Linked DNA regions of Sus scrofa: region 1 is linked to region 2. The links are chromatin contacts, called in public Hi-C maps. All regions are on one chromosome and are shown on one strand. The core of a region is the stretch at or near the end of the contact, and the rest is flanking DNA. Distances in the headings are between cores, read along the strand shown.

Region 1 (3,921 bases), core at 992-3,491, 220 kb after region 2:
AAGCAACCGAGAGCCACGGACCCCCCAGGTCCAGGGTGGAAGGGGGCCCCATGCCCCAGACCCTCAGGGAGGTGCTCTCCACAGCCGGGGTGGCAGGGGTCCCCCTCTTCTCCAGTGACGAAGAGGAGGCTCAGAGCCGAGGAGCCTGGGCAGCAGGCTCCCAGCTCAGCCCCAGCAGAGGCGGGACTGGAACGCAAGTCTTGTGACTCCAGTTGAGTCGTTTCCCTGCAACACAGCTGCCTCCCATTAATCTCCCACGTGCGAGACTTGGAAGGCACCCCGCGAGCGGAGCGGGGCTGCCAGGCTGCTTCAATGGGCAGCGCTGACCCAGGGCAGGGCCGCACGGGTGCTGCTGGAACCCGTGGGAACGAGGCTCCCATCCCAGCCACGTGTCCTCCGCGGCAGAGCCGGCGTCCCTGCAGCCACGGACACCGCGCCGGCCCCCTCGGCACACTGGGCCGGTGCTCCGGCTGCTCACCCAGCCCTGCCCTGGGCCCCAGGACACAGCCTGGGCGTCCGGAGCCAGTGTCAGTGGGGGAGAGGGAACTCACACACGATGCCGTAGCTTCCCGGGACGGGCGCTGTGAAGGCACGGTGCAGGCCGCACGCAACCAGGAGGACGGGGTCGCGGCCCTCTTTATGAGAGCTCGGGGACACGGGTTCTGGGCCCTGCAGTTCAGTGAAAGCCCTCGCTGTCTCATTTAACCGCCGAGGGCAGGAGCAGACCAGCGGTTCTTTCGCTCTGTTTCTCCCTCTTCTCCCAAGAGAAACACCCAGAATGAACAGGTCATGTCTGCGGGGTTCCAGGCTTGTCTGCTGTGGTCCGCATGAGAGAGTAGACGGGGACCATGGCTCCTGGCAGTGTCCCGGCACAGGCTGGCGGTCCAAGGCTGCCTCCAGAGGAGGAACTGACTGCTGAGACCAGGGGCTGCCGAGGTCACAAGAGTACATTGTTACTGAGCCGCCTTCCTCTAAAATTACACAAATCTAAAATGATGCTTTTCTCAAATATTTGTTCTGTTGACCCTAGTTGTATACCACTGGTTCCTTCCTAGCCTTCCTCTTCTTCTCATCCCACAAACACTGGTTTCCCCTCCTGTCTCCGGGCTTCCCTCTTGCACTGAGATTACAACCTGGATTATCTCGTCCGCTCCTGGGGCTCCACAGCCCTGTGCTGACAAGTCCTGCGCACCTGTCCCCAGTCGTCACCTGTTTCCCAAGCGACGCATCCATCTGCCCAGAGGCCACCAGACATCAGTCCCAAACTGAGCTTCTCGTTGGCCCCCCAATCCTGCTCCCTCCTAACTGAAGGGCACCAGCTCCCACTGAGGGTTACCCCAAATCAGCCTCGCGGTCCACACCCCTGCTGGTCTACCCTCTAGACACCTCTGGTTCACATCTCCCCTTCCCAGCCTGCGGTCTTGACCAGAGTGAGCTTTCTAGGGTACAAGTCTCAGCATAATTTGCTCTCCTAGAATCTAAATAAAATAATCTCCTCTCCTAAAGACCTCCGTGTCCTCCCCTCGTTGAACCTCAGGCCCCTCACGCAGCCCTGCAGCCCCAGTCTGGCTCCCAATGTACACACACTCCCCATGCTCAGCTCGTCGCCAGGTTGGCTCTTTGCAGTTTCTGGAGTAGGTCCTGGGCCTGCCGTTTTTGAGGCTTTGCACAAGCTGCTCCTTCCGCCTCTGCCACTGCCTCTGCTGGGACTCCTGCATCAGTCTGGGGGTCACACCCCCCCCAGGGCCCCTCTGACAAGCCTGTGTGCTCAGGTGCACTGCTTACCAGCCCCCTGCCCGGGGAAGCTCCTTAACCTTCCGACCGCACATCCACAGAGTAACGCCGAGATGCCTGGGAGGCAGCGGTACTGTGAAACTTACATCAGATCCTGCGTACTGAGCGTTTTGCACCGTATCTGGCACCTTGTAGGTGCCTGATGAATGTCACCTGTTGCCATTGCCACCATCATTATTGTCGTGGTAGTTACACGATTGGTGTGGTCATGGCTATTATTGTATTTATTTGTTCCTATCAAAGCAGTTATCTGCTTACTTGTCTCTGTCCCCCCTCGACTGTAAACTGCACAGAGACAGAACCCCAGCTGTCTAATTCAGTGTGACTGTGTGGCGTCTGGCCCGGGGTGTTGTTGCAGGAAGGAGGGAGAGCTGCTGTATCATTTCCTCCTCGTGGGGAGGCTGCCAGGCCAGCGCACTGTCCCCGTGTTGAAGATTCAGGCTCAGAAGGGGCCGGGTGACTTGCGCAAGGTCACTCAGCCTGCAGGTGGCAGCGGCCGGTGGGAGCCCAGGCCCGTCTGCCTCTGGGTCCTGTGCTCTCTGCTGTGGCCATTCATCATCCTTACTCCTGTCCACTCCAAAGCCATGGTTCGAAGGCCCTGTGCTCTTTTCTCTTCCAATCAATGAGTGGTCTGTTGGGCAGCATGTTGGTTTCTGGAGAGAAATGTAATGAAAACCAGATTTTTTTCATGATATCTCATTCCCCAGTGACTGTCAGTTCTCATATGTTCCAATAAAACTGCTAAAGAAACAGCCACTTAAAGATTATTCATGGAAAAATTATGCTGAGGAAAAATAGAGCAATCCTCTGAGATAGTCAAGCTGCGTGGTCAGTTTTTCCAGCTGTCCGTGCCATATCAGGCCGGGCAGCGGGGACCACACTCTGTTAAGCCAGGCCAGAGCCCCAGCTCATGAGCACTGCCCCCATCCCTGCCCCTGCCCCGAGACATGGAGAAACACAGCTTGCCAGCTGCCCAGCTCAGAAACCATCCCAGAAGACACGTGTTCCTGACGCTGTCACGTGGTGCCCCCCACCCCCAGGCCTGATGGGGCAGGAACGTGAGGCCTTTCAGTAGCACAGTATCACTTACTGGCAGGGAAGCCACCCCCACCCCTCGGTCCCAGCTGAATGGAAATTCTTCTGCTTCAACGGCAAACCCCGGCTGTTGGTCCACAGAGCAGCATCAGCTTTGACCCTGGGCCCAGGGAGATCCCCGCTTCTGCTGCTTGCAGCCCCTTGAAGGGGCATCTGAGGCCAGGCAGGCCTCCAACACAGCGAGAAGAAGGGGGTGGATCTGGGCCTCCGCCTGGAGGGAGAGTCAAGAGCTGAGCGGAAAGGACCAAGGGTGAGCCCGGAACCAGGGATCCGAGCCAGGACGCGCAACCACATGGAGACAGGTGGGGAGGCAGTGGATCAGGAGTGAGCAGAGGGTGCGGAAGCTCCCGGAAGAGCCTCGGCGCGTCCAGCTCTCATTGCACAAGGGGCGACTGAAGGAACAAGCCCAGCGCCCCACCACCACGTGACTGGAGTGCCTCCGAACATCCTTTTATTTTTATTTTTTAAAAAGCTTTATTGAAGTATAGTTGATTTACCATATTTGAGCGTTCCTTTAACGTGGCTTTGGTAAAAGCATCAGCTGCACAGGAGTCAATGATCTTAGATGTGGAAGTGTTTATACAAGCCTGGTGCACGGTCGGTGCCTAATAGATGTTAGCGTCCTTCACCGTCCCCTCCTCGAGGAGTAGCAGTTGGCCTTTATTCATCACATGTTTCCTGCAGGAAGTGTCTCCTGCTTGTCATGTCAGATCACCTCAGATGGGGCTCCGTGTTCTTCCTTCCTCAGGTCTTCGTTAATGCCTGACCTTTGAACTGTTAGAGCTCCTCCTCCACCCCACGTCCCCCCGACCCCCCGCCACCGCCAGGACAGTGGTGTACCCCTGGGTCCAGGTCCTGTGTGTGATAGAAGCCCTGGCTCCCTTACCTGCAAAACAGGGCTCCGAAGGTCCCCGCCTCCTGGGTGGCAGCCCAGCACCCAGTTCTGGGCACAGAACTTTCAGCTTTCCCCGTTATTCAGGCTGCGACACCACCGGCTCAAGCCACGAGGAGGAGCGAGGCGATTTGACCTTT
Region 2 (4,032 bases), core at 78-2,577:
CCCTCTCACTGTTTCCACATGGACGTAAAGACGGCTGGGATTGTTGCATTCACTTAATAATGTTGGTAGTTTACAATAGCTTTTGCCTTTGATATCTCAATCAACAGATATCAAAAAGAGAACTAAATTTTTTTTAAAAAATTGGTTTACATTTATTGAATATTGCAGTTAAAACTCCTTTTTTTTTTTAATACCTAACTTGCTTTTATTTTATTTTTCTGGCCATGTCCGTGGCATGTGCAAGTTCCTAGGCTAGGGATCGAACTCCCACCACAGCAGTGACCTGAGCTGCTACAGTGACAACACCAGGAGGGAACTTCCTTAACTTGTTTTTAGTGTTGAAAAGGAAGATCTCTAATATACATTCAGATGTGTGTGTGTGTGTGTGTGTGTGTGTGTGTGTACATAATAGACACACACACCCTCATATCTGTTCAGAGGTGTCTGTGTGCGCAAATGCTGCCCTGTACTATGTGAACTTGTAACCTTGGGGACAGGGACTAGGGCTTGTGGGACTTTCCTTTTTTTTTTTTTTTTTTGTCTTTTTAGGGCCACACCCGTGGCATATGGAAGTTCCCAGGCTAGGGGTTGAATCAGCTGCTGTCCTACTCCACAGTCACAGCAATGCCAGATCCTTAACCCACTGAACAAGCCCAGGGATTGAACCCACATCCTCATGGGTACTAGTCAGGTTCTTTACTCCTGAGACACAGTGGGATCTCCCAGGGAGTTTCCTTTTTTTGTTTTATACCTGATAATTAAGTTTATGTAATTTTAGCATGTGCATGTATTGCTTTTAAATGAAAAATCCAGGAAGCCCTCCTCGGTTGGGCTTTCTGAGGACAGTGGGCCTTGCTGGTTTCTGCCTCCCCAGCCTCCGCACAGCACGGGAGTCGCAGGGGTGCTGGGTCAGCGCCTGTCACCTGGATGCTGTGGATGGCTGCGGTCTGTGCCAGCCCTGCTTCAGCTCCATAGATGTAGGTGCTTCCCATCGCCAGGGAGGTGCCCCTCCTTTGCTCCAAGTCTGCTCAGTCTCACAAGCTTTCTCTCTTTTTAATCCATCTGCAGACCCTCAGTCTCTAGACCCAGCCCTCTTTCCCAGCACCACTGCTTTCTCTCCCAGACGGGGGCGCAGCCACTGTGGGGGGGCCTCAGTGGTGCCTCCTCAGCTGTCCAGCCCGCCCAGCCCATTATCTGTCCCTCCGTGGGGAGGGGAGATGTTGGATGTTGCCCGTCTGGTGGGGTGGCTTGCAAGGAGTGGGGAAGGCGGTGCGGGTAAGCGCGGTGCTGAGGGATGGCATTTCAGGTCTAGCGTGTGCTCACGTGGCCAGGGTCTGGCCTCAAAAGCCGCCAGAGGCTGCCGCTTGCCAGGAGGAGGGGCCGGTGTGGGGAGGGTCTGGAGGAGGTGGCCATAGCAGCCCCGCCAGCCTGCTCGAGGGGGCCCCTCCTGAGCTCCTGGCAGGTGGTCCAGCTCCAGAGTGATGGTGACCCTGGGGAAAGACAGCAGAACCAAACGGACAAGCCCTGGCTGTGGCGCGCGCACACACATACACACACACACACGTACATTTACTGGCGGGGAGTGAACAATTGGTTGTGGGCAGAAACCCTCTGGTTTCGTTCTGTTTGGATGCAGAAAGGTGGAGCAGCTCTGAGCGAGCCCGTGGAGAGCAGTGAGCCCCTCGTGAGGGCACAGGCTCGGCCCCGTCTTTGGATTTGCCTGAAGACATTTGGAAGACTTGACTCTCTTGTAATTGAACATTCCTGGATGTGTGTATTTTCTTTGAAACAACCTCCATAAGCTTAGGAAAAAGTGGTTTGCCCCAGACTGTCTCCTGTTATTTTCTTGGTTTCCTGAACTTGAAACGTTGAAGGAGAATTCTCGAAGTCTGGAAGGAAACCAACATCACACATGGGACTTTCCTTCCCCTCTTCAGGGGCCCACACATACGAGACTGGAGTCTGTCACACAGCAGCAGGAGACGTGGGATTGTTCTGTGGTTCTGACACAACCGCCACGTTCCTGCAAAGTTACATCATGAGAATCGCCTTTTCTCCTGCAGTGTTTTGGTTTCCAAGGAGGCGTTGGCACGAATGTGTGTGTGTGTGTGTAAGAGGTGAGAGAGGCAGAGGGAGGGTGGAGTGATAGGATTTTGGTGTGGGACAGACCCTTCCCTTTTTGCCAGACGGCCTCCTGTCTGGCAGGGGCCACAGTCGGGCAGGTGTGTGAAAACGTATCCCTGACTCACAGTGTAGTTTCTCTCTCTGAGCCTCAGTTTTCTCATCTGTAAGTATTTTCTTTTTTCTTTTTTCTTTCTTTCTTTTTTTTTTTTTTTTTTTAATAAATACACGTAAGTCCTTAGCCAGAGACTGAAGGATAGATTGTCATGACGGCACTGGGGGTCAGCCTGTGTGTGAGCTACCTGAGGCCGAGGGCTGGCCTGATTCCTCTGCACAGAACAGGCCTTGGGAAAAGGGTTGCCCAGTTTGCTGAATGGATGAGGGAACGATCAGGAGGCCATTTGTTCTCTGGCTGTAGTGTCAGGGCCATCTGTTAAAGCTACCTCCTTGGGAAGCCCTGCCTGGCTTACGAGCAACCGTATTGGTCTAGGGTACGGCCAGGTGAGGGGGGGAGCCCACTCCCTGTCTCCCGGCCTGCTGGCATCCTCCTGTGCCTCTGGCTTCTGCACAAGCTCAGAGTGCCTGCTGCCCACCCTCGCCTTGAAACATTCCCACTTGTCCTTTTAAGACCCAGCTCAACGGCTCTGCTCGGTGATGTCTTTGACGCTATGATCCAGGGTGAATCTGTGATCTGATCTGCCATATGTCCTGTGAGCATCCCATTCCCCTGCTACACTGCTTGACCCTGGAAGGCAGGACTCTGGGTCCCCACAATTGGTCCTCCAGGTCTCAGTGGGTGGATGTTGAGCCAACAAATGAATGGACTGCCGAGCAACAAGGCGGTTGGGCCTCCATCTACCCATTCATAACAGCCCCACACGTAGAAGGCATTCATCCTGGGCTCTTCTCTTCTCTTCTCCCCTCAGGTGCAGTCAGCCCATCAGCAAGTCTTCTGTTTCAACTCCAAAACCCTTCCCAAGTCCACCTCTGTCCCCCGCCCCCTCCTGGCCGCCATGGTCAGCAGTCTGGGCCGCCACCATCTCTTACCCCCAGCTGGCTTCACAGCTCCCATTTTTGGCCCTGGCATCTAGTTCTCTGCACAGCAGTCGCCATGATCTTCAAAAACAGTGAGATTGGTCCTGACAGTCCCCCGCTCAGAACCCATTCCTGGGCATTCCAGGTAAAACCCCGCTCCCCCACGGCCTGCACGGCCCTTTGCGCTCTGTGGGCAGCCTGTCTGCCCACTGCCTCCCACTGACTAAGCTCCAGTGCGGCCGGCTTTCCCCATCACAGACCTGTTAAACTCCTGTGCCTCTCAGGGCCTTTGCACTTGCTGTGGTTTCTATAGAGACACTCCTGCCGGTTTTTATGGCAGCCTCCTTCCTAGGGCTTCGGCTCAAATATTGCATCTTCAGAGAGTCCTTCCTTGGCCACTCTGGGAAATACCGTTTTCCACCTTATTTTATTTCTTGAAGGCATGCCTCAGGATCTGAGTTACCCTCTTAGTTCATGTGTGTTTTCTGACTCCTGCACTGGTATCTAAGTTCTGTGGCACCAGAGCCTGCTCACTTCGTGTCCCCAGTGCTTGGAGCAGGGTTCTTGACCAGCCGTCTCTCTGAATTTGGATGGAAACACAATGACGCCTTTGTTTTCACTAACTTCCACCTGAAATTTAGCATCTCTCTCTCTGTTACTAATATAGACAAGAAATCACAGTCATGTTAACAGTACCTGAGACTTTGTCACCAGTGGAAATCATGGCTGTTTTCATATCACATAATACTTGTGGGCATGCACCTCCCAGTGTCTTTGCTTATAACTCCTTTGAAGTTATGGTAGTTATTAGACCCCCCCAATCGATCTCACTCACTATTTAATGTGATAAAAAGTGTATATTCTCTTATGTGAATA

The links. Hi-C and Micro-C count contacts between places; a contact is called where the count stands out from the background.
Region 1: a Hi-C map of embryonic fibroblasts shows a contact between it and region 2, with 4 times the contacts expected there. The contact joins the promoter of LOC102168098 here to the enhancer-like site in region 2. A contact is called at or near these places in 1 of 5 promoter capture datasets (liver), 12 of 47 Hi-C or Micro-C datasets (embryonic fibroblasts, fetal heart ventricle, heart right ventricle and 5 more) and 1 of 2 datasets of contacts at active chromatin or transcription factors (skeletal muscle).

The regions. Positions count from the first base shown.
Region 1 is chr1:267,731,089-267,735,009 of Sscrofa11.1, forward strand. LOC102168098 (collagen alpha-1(III) chain-like) reads right to left here and starts at 2,242. Exons shown (of 2, transcript XM_021069197.1): 1 at 2,053-2,242; 2 at 1-928. The coding sequence starts at 701. All of the region lies in intron 11 of RALGPS1 (ras-specific guanine nucleotide-releasing factor RalGPS1), which reads left to right. It overlaps LOC110256267 (a long non-coding RNA gene), which reads right to left. Exons shown (of 2, transcript XR_002337629.1): 1 at 3,776-3,921; 2 at 2,258-2,447.
Region 2 is chr1:267,515,769-267,519,800 of Sscrofa11.1, forward strand. The region is part of intron 1 of RALGPS1 (ras-specific guanine nucleotide-releasing factor RalGPS1); the gene reads left to right. Among named protein-coding and RNA genes, the nearest start is that of RALGPS1, 81 kb to the left of the region's middle. Within about 2 kb of position 1,328, at least 16 of the 83 cell types and tissues checked have an H3K27ac peak or open chromatin away from gene starts, as enhancers often do. A contact at or near this core is called in embryonic fibroblasts, omental adipose tissue and retroperitoneal adipose tissue, where this site is marked.